Linked DNA regions of Mus musculus: region 2 is linked to region 1. A link is a contact called in public HiChIP or PLAC-seq data. All regions are on one chromosome and are shown on one strand. The core of a region is the stretch at or near the end of the contact, and the rest is flanking DNA. Distances in the headings are between cores, read along the strand shown. Region 1 holds the start of 2510009E07Rik (RIKEN cDNA 2510009E07 gene). Region 2 has its middle 33 kb from the start of 2510009E07Rik.

The links. HiChIP or PLAC-seq counts read pairs in DNA pulled down with a chosen protein or histone mark.
Region 2: a contact with region 1 is called in an H3K4me3 HiChIP or PLAC-seq map of the SCID.adh cell line, with 18 read pairs. The contact joins the enhancer-like site here to the promoter of 2510009E07Rik in region 1. A contact is called at or near these places in 1 of 39 promoter capture datasets (macrophages), 4 of 484 Hi-C or Micro-C datasets (embryonic stem cells, muscle stem cells, nephron progenitors and 1 more), 4 of 115 datasets of contacts at active chromatin or transcription factors (the SCID.adh cell line, embryonic stem cells, memory CD8 T cells and 1 more) and 4 of 9 other capture datasets (adipose tissue, embryonic stem cells, liver and 1 more).

Annotation. Positions count from the first base shown.
Region 1 is chr16:21,691,587-21,696,853 of GRCm38.p6, forward strand. It overlaps 2510009E07Rik (RIKEN cDNA 2510009E07 gene), which reads right to left and starts at 3,079. Exons shown (of 2, transcript NM_001001881.2): 1 at 2,630-3,079. The coding sequence starts at 2,819.
Region 2 is chr16:21,725,461-21,730,727 of GRCm38.p6, forward strand. No RefSeq gene overlaps it. Among named protein-coding and RNA genes, the nearest start is that of 2510009E07Rik, 33 kb to the left of the region's middle. Within about 2 kb of position 2,676, at least 54 of the 459 cell types and tissues checked have an H3K27ac peak or open chromatin away from gene starts, as enhancers often do. A contact at or near this core is called in the SCID.adh cell line, where this site is marked.

The DNA of each region.
Region 1 (5,267 bases), core at 1,829-4,328:
ACATACATATGGACACTGCACACACATATATGCACACATGTACACATATGTAAACACAGATACTATGTACAGATATTACATACATGTATATACCCTCAGATACCAGAGAGAGAGAGAGAGAGATCAGAAAGAACTAGCTGATTTGGCAGTCCTTTCCTAAATTTAGATTATTTAAAATCAGTCTCTGGTCTCTTAGAGAAGAAAAGAGAAAACATTGTGAAACCAATCTGAGTTATCTGAGCTCAATCTAATTCCTTTTTTTTTTAAAGAGGATTGCGCATAATCGGAGCACAGATCAAGAGGCAGCAGCAATCCCTGTGTTAGTGGGACTGCAGCATTATAGTTGGCCATTTACCCAGAGGGACATGACAACACAAGATGGAAAACCGTGCATGAGGCAACCAGCCTTTACAAGTGCTCCTTAATGACTTCCATCAGCTTCTAGGGCAGGGCCATCGGCAGACTTCAGGACTCTGGTGCCTTCTCCTGTCACATTACACTTTATCAATAACTAGAGTGAAGAGAGGGATGTTTACTACAGGCACAATGACATGAATGCAGGAGGAATAACATACACATGAAAACAGACAGAACCAATGCACACCCAATAAAAGAGCCAAGACTAAAATCATAAGACTTAGAAAAACGGACCTGTTCTCGCTCAAATAAAAGGTAACAGGAAGACGTCCCTAAGGGATCAGTGCTTGTCTCCAAAGCCACACATGCAGCTTTGAGAAGGGCAAGGCGTGGATCAATTGCCACAGTTTTTAAAGCCTACTTAGTGGCTTTAGCAGACAGCAAGCTCAGCTTGAGGGGGCAGCAGCTAGCCTGGTGTGATGAAGTATAGGAAGGGCTAGGGCAGAGCAGCACCTCAAAGATGAGAGGCGGTGTCTTGCTCCACACTGACCAGCCCAGAACTCAGGGGCTTCTCACCTACCCCCAGCACATGTGTTCAGAACAAAACCACCCAGATAGTTAGGTACACGGGTGCTATCCTGTAAGCGGAAGGACAGAAGGCAATGGCAGCTCAGAAGCAGGACAAAACAACAGTCTCAGTGGAAAAATGGTGGACATCTCTCCTCAGCCACTCAATGCATGCCAAGTTCAAACCTGTTTTGGAAAACCTACTTCCCTCAAGAATAGCCAGGGATTCAGAGAAAGAATGGCCCATATGCAAGAAATTCTTAGTATATTTAAATATGCATATCCAAAGAGTTGAGGCAGCCATAATTTGGCTGAAACATTAGACTGTTGTATAAGATACAGTAGGAAGAGACATAACAATACGTTTTCGTGAGTTGAAGGCATTTGCCCCATGAGCCTGATGACCTAAGATAGGTTCCCCAAATTACACAAAGTTGTCCTCTGACCTCCGCACGTGAGTCATGGCTCATATGCGAGTGCACACACCCATGTACCCACCCGAAAACACACTCGACTTCATAAGGTAAGAACAGATGAAGGAATGTGGTAAGTTCGTTTTCATCTCCTTGTAAGGAAGACATTGTGAGAATCAAGGTTCATTAATGAGGAACAATCTGTCTGACTAGACGCAAGCTTCCCAGAAGTCAACTCTACCTGGAGAGGGAAGTAAGAAAGGCAATGACTGGGGCCATCTTAACTCCTCCGCATCCGCATCCCACAGTAAGAACAGGACTTCTGCAGGAGGTAGACTGCCATTAAATTCATCCAACAGGTACACTTTAGCTCTCATATTTCCTACTCTGAAGCCACACTTTCAGCGAGAAGCAAGAACATCCTGTTTGTCCTCATCAGCAGAGGAACAACAAAATCAATATTCGCTCTCCAGGTACCTTGAATTTATAAGGAAAAGCAAGGATTTTCTATCCTTTAATTTATAAACTCAACTAAGACATTCAAATATTCTCAATTAAAAGCAAATAAAGATTTGTTACATATTGTAGCTCTCCTTGTAAACCATATCCTCCTAAATAACAGGGGGGAAAAGTTTGATTGAAGATCACTTGGAAAATGTGTCTTAAGCACGGCAAAGCCCTCCAAATCTAAGATTATATGGAAACCGACTTCAGAATGTTTCTAAAAAGAAATGATTCAGCAGTCGGATTAAGCTAAATGCCATGAAGTAATCAAATTGTGGAATGCTGATTAAATGGCTACTTAAGTTTAATCTATTTAAAACTCTCAGGATAAATACAACTGGCCTAGGACTAGACTAGTCCTGGCTTGGCTCAAACGCTGTAACTGGGTGTCGAAGGAGTTTGCTCTTCAAACTGTTCCTTTTAACTTCTTAGAAGCCATTCTTCATACTTTGGTTCTTTCTCGATCTGGATACATTAAATAAATGGGAATCGCTAGGACCTAGGGTTCTTTCTGTTCAACAGCAGCCAGAAAGAACAGGCAAGAAAGTGAAAGGGGTATGTCCGTGCCCACCCCCCACCGCTGAAAGGGCTACCCTGCTGGCGCGCGTCCGCTCTGGCGGCTCTGAGCAAGTATCTAAAAGAACGGCAAAGAAAGCCAGCCCCAGGCTCCTGTGGGTAGGAAGGTTCCCTTTTGTGACTACAGCTAGGTTCCCCCGGGATTTCCTCCCGTCGTCCGGGTAGCACCCGGCCGCAGGCGGGCGACAGCAGGCCGACGCGGCTCCACTTACAGTGACACCATCCCAGGTGACAGCACCAGTGCAGCTTGAAGCACTTGCCGTGGCTGTGCGTGGCACAGATGGACAGCCCGTCGCACGGCTGGAAGTCGGGTCTGCGGGCGGCGCAGCTCCGCGCCAGGGCCTGCGCCTCGTCCACTTTCTCGCTCTTCCAGCCGCGCTCGGGCGCCGTGGCCGCACTCATCTCTCCGGTTGAAGAGCCGGGCCGGGAGCCTAGGACAGGGCAGAGGCGCGGGCCGGGCAGGGCGAGGGTGGGTTGCGGGCTGGAGGCGCGGCGAACACCCGCTGCCGAGGAGCCGCCCGGGGAGGGAGCAGCGACCCGGCCAGGCCTGCTGCCTCCCCGCGCCCTGCTCCCTTCTGCGCCCTGCTCCCTCCTCCCTTCTTTCTCCTCTCCTCTCCTCCCTCCTCTTTGCTCCCTCCTCCCGTCTCTCTCTGTCGTCCTCCCTGCTCCCTCCTCCCCACTCGGGCCGCCACGCCTGCACGCGCACGCGCACACTTAGACCGCCGCGCCCCTCTGCGAGCCCATCCCCTCGCGGTGGCGTTGCGCGCGTCGCCTCTGCCCCCGGCCAGCGGGTCCCACATGCCCATAGGACAGTCAGCACACATCCCCTACGCCCTCGGGTTGGGAGGGCGTACCTCCGGCTACAGTCCGGCCTTCTCCCGCAGCCTTTAGGCACAGGGTCTAGCCTGGTCCTTAGCACTCCCTCCCCGTCGCGCCGTGGCGTCCTGCTGGGCACACACTCGCCCGGGCTGTCCTGGAGCCGCCGGATGGCAGCGGGCGATGACCTCGCGGGTTCTTCCCTGTGCCAGCCTCCCGGAACTAGTCCTGGGTGCGGGGCTTTGGGCAGTCAGGGTGGGAGAATCTGTTAGGTTTCTGTCTTGATACGTGTAGGGTGTGGGGATGCACTGAGTGGCTTGCAGTGTCTGTGTGGCCATAGACATTACACGCCAGTCGTATAGTCGTGTGTGAGTGTGTGTGTGTGTGTGTGTGTGTGTGTGTGTGTGTGTGTGTGTGTTGTGAGTGTGGACGCCCTAGCGTGATTAACTGCATCAGTTGAACTGCGTGTGTGGCGGTATGGTGGGCTGGAATGGCGTAGTAAATTTATGCATGGATTACATGTGTGGAGTTGACACGGTCGGACATGGGTACACAGACTGACATGTGGCCCAGCCTAGCCAATGGGTGTGGCTGCCTAGGCTGCAGGTCCCTCTCCCACCTCCCCCAGTCTGCTTGTTAGACCGCCCTGCTGGCCACAACTTGTTTCAAATGGGTCTTCCATCCCAGACTGAACCAGAGAAGAGAAAAATGAATCTTTCGTTTACGGGAGCAGTGCTTCCCCTACCACGCGGGCCAGTGCCCAGTCTAAAACACCGAAAGGAGGAACGCCTTCCCTCTGCTTCCTTGCCAAATGCTACACCGGGCCCAGGAAAATGCCTGTAATCGCAGAGGGTCCGCAACAGAGCCTCTCAGCACAAATGCTGGGCTGGACCGTGCTTTCCCCAGATCTCCTTTCCCTTCCCTTTATCCCCTTCCTGTTTGGCAATGAGCTCTATCCTGGTTTTAAACGAAATTCATCCTCAAGTCCTCAAAACTCTTTGCTGCCATAAGCACCCTTTCATAATTTTCCCTTTTATTTAACCTTGGCTTAGGAAGGGAAATCTAATTTGCATATGTCTGACTCTGTGAAATCTTCATGTGTCAGGGATTGAGGTAAACTCAGATGGCAACGGCTGATTTCAACAACTGTCCCATCTAAGTGACAAATTCTGGCTCCCCGTTAACCTAACATTGAACTGAGGTAAACACAAGGTGCCATGCTTCACCTATCTCCCAGGTGCCCACCCACTTAAGTCCCAAAGCAGCTCACGGCTGGCTCAGCGTCCCTGCAGCCCTGCTGTATGTCCACCTCAGAATGACTTCAGCAAAGGAAAACCAAAGGAACCTACACCACAGAATTGAGATTTATCAAACCATTTTTCTACATTTTATTATCTTGTGTGTATGGGTGTTTCACTTGCATGTATTTTTGTGCACCACCTGTAAGCAGCGCCCTCCAGGGCCGAGGAGTGCATCAGATTCCGTGGGACTAGAGTTACATACAGCTGGTTGTTAGCCGCCATTCAAGCGCTGGGAATTGAACCGGGGTCCTCTGGAAGAGCAGCCAGTGCTCTTAACCACTGAGCCATTCATTGCTCTAGCCCAACCAACCAATTTTTAAAATTAATTTATTTTTATTTTATGTGCATTGGTGTTTTGCCTACATGTATGTTTGTAAGAGTGTCAGATCTTATAGTTACAGACAGTTGTGAGCTGTCACATCCATGCTGGGAATTGAACCCAGGTCTTAACAGCTGACTCACTCTCCATAAACATCTGTTCTAATCCATCTTTCTCCTTCAACCTATAAACTCCCTCTTAGTGCCAGCCATATCATATATACAAGTAACCCAATTTGCTTTTAGTATAGATGATCACACTAATTAGGAAGCATACTGATGCAGGGTTTTTTAGTGTAATGGGACTGTTCATAGCCAAGCTGTACATGATCCAAAGACCTAAGATGCCAGACACTCAATAATCAAAGATCATTCTTCAGAGTGGCCGTGACTTGCCTACGTGGTTTAATGCTAC
Region 2 (5,267 bases), core at 1,426-3,925, 33 kb after region 1:
TAAGCCTGTACTTGGGCTGCAGTCCTCGCCCTATTATGCTCACTCTTACGACTAAACAAGAACTGCGAGAAAACTACAGAGATCTCATACATTTTCCCCTGTACTTGAATATTCTTTGTTTTTTTTCACATTTATTTTATTGGTTTTGCTGAGAGTGTCCAGGACTATATTTATTACACAAGTACTGCATAACTATATACTATTTACTACATAAAGTCATAAGTGCTAAATAACTATATACTCATGTACTGGCTAGTTTTGTGTCAACTTGACACAGCTGGAGTTACCACAGAGAAAGGAGCTTCAGTTGAGGAAATGCCTCCATGAGATCCAACTGTAAGGCATTTTCTCAATTAGTGATCAAGGGGGAAAGGCCCTTTGTGGGTGGGACCATCTCTGGGCTGGTAGTCTTGGTTCGATAAGAAAGCAGGCTGAGCAAGCCAGGAGAAGCAAGCCAGTAAAGAACATCCCTCCATGGCCTCTGCATCAGCTCCTGCTTCCTGACCTGCTTGAGTTCCAGTCCTGGCTTCCTTTGGTGATGAACAGCAGTATGGAAGTGTAAGCTGAATAAACCCTTTCCTCCCCAACTTGATCATGGTGTTTGTGCAGGAATAGAAACCCTGACTAAGACAACTCAGTACTATTTACATCATGTCTACCCTACCCCTACCCTCTTGTATGTTTTATGTTAGATTCTCAACATTTTAAAATATAATTGCATTATTCCCCCTTCCATATCCTCTCTCCGACCCTTCTACTTCCTCCTCTCCCTCTCAAATTCATGGCCTCATTTTATTATTCTTACAAGTATATGTGTGAATAGATTTATAACCAAACCTGCTGAGCCCAGTTACTGTTGCTTGTATAGATATAGATATATAGATATAGATATATAGCTATATAGGTATATAGGTATATAGGTATATAGGTATATAGGTATATAGGTGTATAGGTGTATAGATGTATAGATGTATAGATGTATAGATGTATAGATGTATAGATGTATAGATGTATAGATGTATAGATATATAGATATATAGATATATAGATATATAGATATATAGATATATAGATATATAGATATATAGATATATAGATATATAGATATATAGATATATAGATATATAGATATATAGATATATAGATATATAGATATATAGATATATAGATATATAGATATATAGATATATAGATATATAGATATATAGATATATAGATATATAGATATATAGATATATAGATATATAGATATATAGATATATAGATATATAGATATATAGATATATAGATATATAGATATATAGATATATAGATATATAGATATATAGATATATAGATATATAGATATATAGATATATAGATATATAGATATATAGATATATAGATATATAGATATAGATACACACACAGCCACACACACACACACACTTTGGGTTGACTAACAACTTAGGGTGCTCATGCCTGGGGAAGTCTACTGCCACCCTAGACAGTCTTTAATTGTCTGTAACTCTTCATCTAGGGGTGGAGCCCCTTGTGACATGTGACTTCCCCATCCCCACGACGACTCGTCAGCCAGGATTGCCACTGTTGAGCTCTTGTTTAAACAGCCGTGTTGTTTAGATCTCATGGCCATAGATTAGAAGACCCAGTCTTGCAGCAGGCTTCTTGGTCCTCTGGCTCCTACAGCCTTTCCAAACCCAAGTCTTAGGCGTAAGGATTGTGTTGTGAATGCATCAGGTGTGGCTTTGCACCTCACAGTCCATTTTTCTCTGCATTTTGACAAGTTGGGGGCATTCTGTAATGGTTTCTGTCCACTACAAAAAGAATCTTCTTTGATGAAGGCTGACAGCTACACTTATCTGCCATACAGATTTTTTTTTTTAAGTCTGAGAAAGGTTATCAGAAACTAGGCAGGGTGCACTGCACTATAATCTCAGCATTTGGGAGGCTGAGGCAGGGGAAATCATGAATTTGAATCTAGACTGTGGTACATATAAGACCACATCTCATTTTTAAAAATCCTTATGGGGGACGCGGGACTGGGCAGTGACTCAGTCAGTAAAATGTTGCTGGGCAAGTAAGAGGGCTTGGGCTTCATCCCCAGGACCCACATAAAGCTGGGCATTGTGGCACCTACCTGTATGGCTGGGAGCCAGAGGCTAGGACTCTTCAGGGCTTGCTGGCCACTTAGCCTTGCTGAAGTGGTAAGCTCCAGTTTCAGTGAGAAGCATGCCTCAAAATAAAGAAAATAAGATGGAGAGTCATGAAAGCAGATATGTGATGTTAACCTTTGGCCTGTGTGTGTGTGCGCATATGCACACACACACACTATTATTAGGTGCCAAATACATGATGGTTGTTGAAATTCTATTACTAATATTCACCCAGTCATCCTGCCTATTGGTTAAGAGAGTGACCCAAATTTTGCCCACCCACAAGTCTCAAGAGTCCCATAAAAGTCTATCTAAGTTTATAAAACATGTTAGTTTAGAAAAACACTGCGGAACATGTGGCTTATCCTCTAGATATTAAAACTGAATGGCCAACTTGGAACTTTTACAGAAACTACTCAACAGCGCCATCTGGTGGAGAAGAGAAAACCTCCTGCTCTTGTAAAAAGCAGCTTCTTTCTATTACACTTTTTGTTTCGTTTTCCAGCTATTCATCATGTGGCGCTATAGATGCTTGGGCAGCTAAGTGATCAAAAACCTGAAAAGAAGCTGAGTCTGGCTGTGACCAGTGAGCTCCTGGGAGGAGCGTTCGTGTCTGCGGAGACTGACGGACGGCTTGGAATCTCAGTACCGTGGAGAGATTGGACACATAAAGGTCCAAGGCTTTACTTTATCCAGGGCTACCTTTAGCATTCTGGAGCAGCCATTTCTTGCCCCATTCTAAATCTGAAGCAACGCCTTGTGATAATAAATAAAAACCCCATTGATTCGAAGCTTTCAACTGAGCAGAACACTTATGCCAATCCAAGAGCTAAGAGAGCTTCTTGGGCCTATGGAATAGCGTCCAAACCCCTCTGCACCCCCAATAGCAATGTGGTCTAAAGTTACCTTGGTTTATGACTTTATTTTTATTTAAAGATTTATTTATTATTATATCTAAGTACACTGTAGCTGTCTTCAGATGCACCAGAAGAGGGAGTCAGATCTCATTATAGATGGTTGTGAGCCACCATGTGGTTGCTGGGAATTGAACTCAGGACCTCTGGAAGAGCAGTCAGTGCTTTTAACCACTGAGCCATTTCTCCAGCCCAGAGATTACCAACTTAATAAGAGAAAATGTTTACTTTGTCTCACTTTGGGGGGGTGGTATCCAGTCTATAACCAGGTAGCTCTGCTGCTTTGGGTCCATGAGAAGGTAGCACACCATGATGCCCGATGAAACAAAGATCTTCAATTTATGGGCAGCATGGAGGGGATTGAGAGGGTACAGAGCTCCCAACATTCCTGTGAATGTTGACACAGGCTCAGTGACTTAAGATATCCTACAGTGTCTTGCCTTTGAGTCTAGACCTTCCCAAAGGGCCACAGCAGGTACCACACCTTTAGCACAGGGGTCTTCAGGGGACCAGATCTAAATTATAGAAACATGCACCTGAGGCCTTTAGAAAAGGTGACATTGTAAATGTGGTCCAGTGGCACTGTGCCATGTGGGGGCTGCGTTAGCCAGTGCAGCAGTCCTAGGTTGACAGGGTTACTACCCTTCAAACCCATGGTGATATATTCATTTCCACAGTCGACAGTTCTCTTGCTTCTCCATTGTTCAGAAGCTGGCAAGACAAGCTATTCTTTGGAGCCCTGACCAAATGCTCTAAGGATTTTTTCCAAGGTGAATGAATGTTCAGGGAACATTTTGAGAGTCTGGGTGTTGTGGCTATACATTGCAGATTCTAGGAAGCCAATAAGGAGGATGTGGGGGGTTGAGAGGCACTGGATACACACATAGATGAGAGTCCAGGTGAGAAACACCAGGGAGCTTGAGTTTCTTGTGAACAGTGAAACTGGAGATAAAACTGATTAAAGCAATGCTGGTCTCCAAGGCAGAACTAACTGGGTTCCATCTTCAATATCCCTGATGCTGAGAGGGCTTGGGAAGAGGATATCGCTTTGACTGGAAGCCCGTCCAATGCTATCTTTCTTTCTTAGGGACAACGTACATAAAAGCCCAAAGTGAGGTGCAAACATTCATCTCCCTTGATCCATTCAGGACACCTCTGCAGAGCATCCTGAGCCTCGCAGCTCCCCAAGGGGACCACGGCTGCTTCCCTTGCATTCGCATCACAGCCCAACATCTTCTGTTTACCTCACTTTGCCTGCTTCCCCACAGGTATAGTCTCAAGAGCATCCACCAGCAAGACAGACGCCAGAAGATTCTACATGGCCAACCAGATCTCAGAGGCTTTCCCAAGGGATCCTGGTCCACAGGAGGAGATGACAAGCTAGTCTAGGAAACAAACTTTAAGGTAGGATTTAAAAAGATTTTTATTGATTCTTTGTGAGCTTCACATCATGAGCCCCAATCCCACTCATCTCCCCGTCCCTCATATCTGTCCTCTGCCCTTGCAACCTTCCTCACAAAATAAAACAAAAAATAAAAACAACATAAATAAATAAATAAAGTTAAAATAAAACCAGCTCACGGTGGAAGCTGTGGTGTGTCATGGTGTGTTACATGGTGTGCCCTTTTGTCCACACATCTTTACCTATAAATGTCCATTGCCATGAGTCACTAGTGTGGTTTTAGGCCTCTGGCTTCTGCCACACCATCAATACTGGGTCCATACAGGGGTTCCTCTCAGACATCCTGTTGTTGCCCCGTATCATAAAGACCTTACAGCTTTGGGTTTGCAGGATCGGCCCTTTCACGTGCTCCAGCAGTTCACAGATGGGGTAGATGTTAAAGTGAGGCAACTCAGAGCCCTGGATCTGCGCCTGGGTGGAATCTAAGTTGGTCAGTCCTCCAGTACCCCTGCACCCACACCACCAGGGCTAGCTATCCTGCTTTGTCCAGGCAAGGTGCAGGGCTGCTCTCCCAAATGCTGCAGCCAGCGAGGAACAGGGCCAGATCTCCTACTGGTGGTGGTGGAGTGCATCTTTCTGGTGCCCACACCACTGCTTGGCAAACAATGGGTAGGACCGGTTCACCTGTGCCCCTGCCAACAGGGCTACCTCCACTGTGCTGCTCAGTCAGGGTGGGTGGGATGCTGTCCTGTGTGCTGCAGCCAGCAAGAGGCAGGGCAGCAATCCTGCTCTCACACC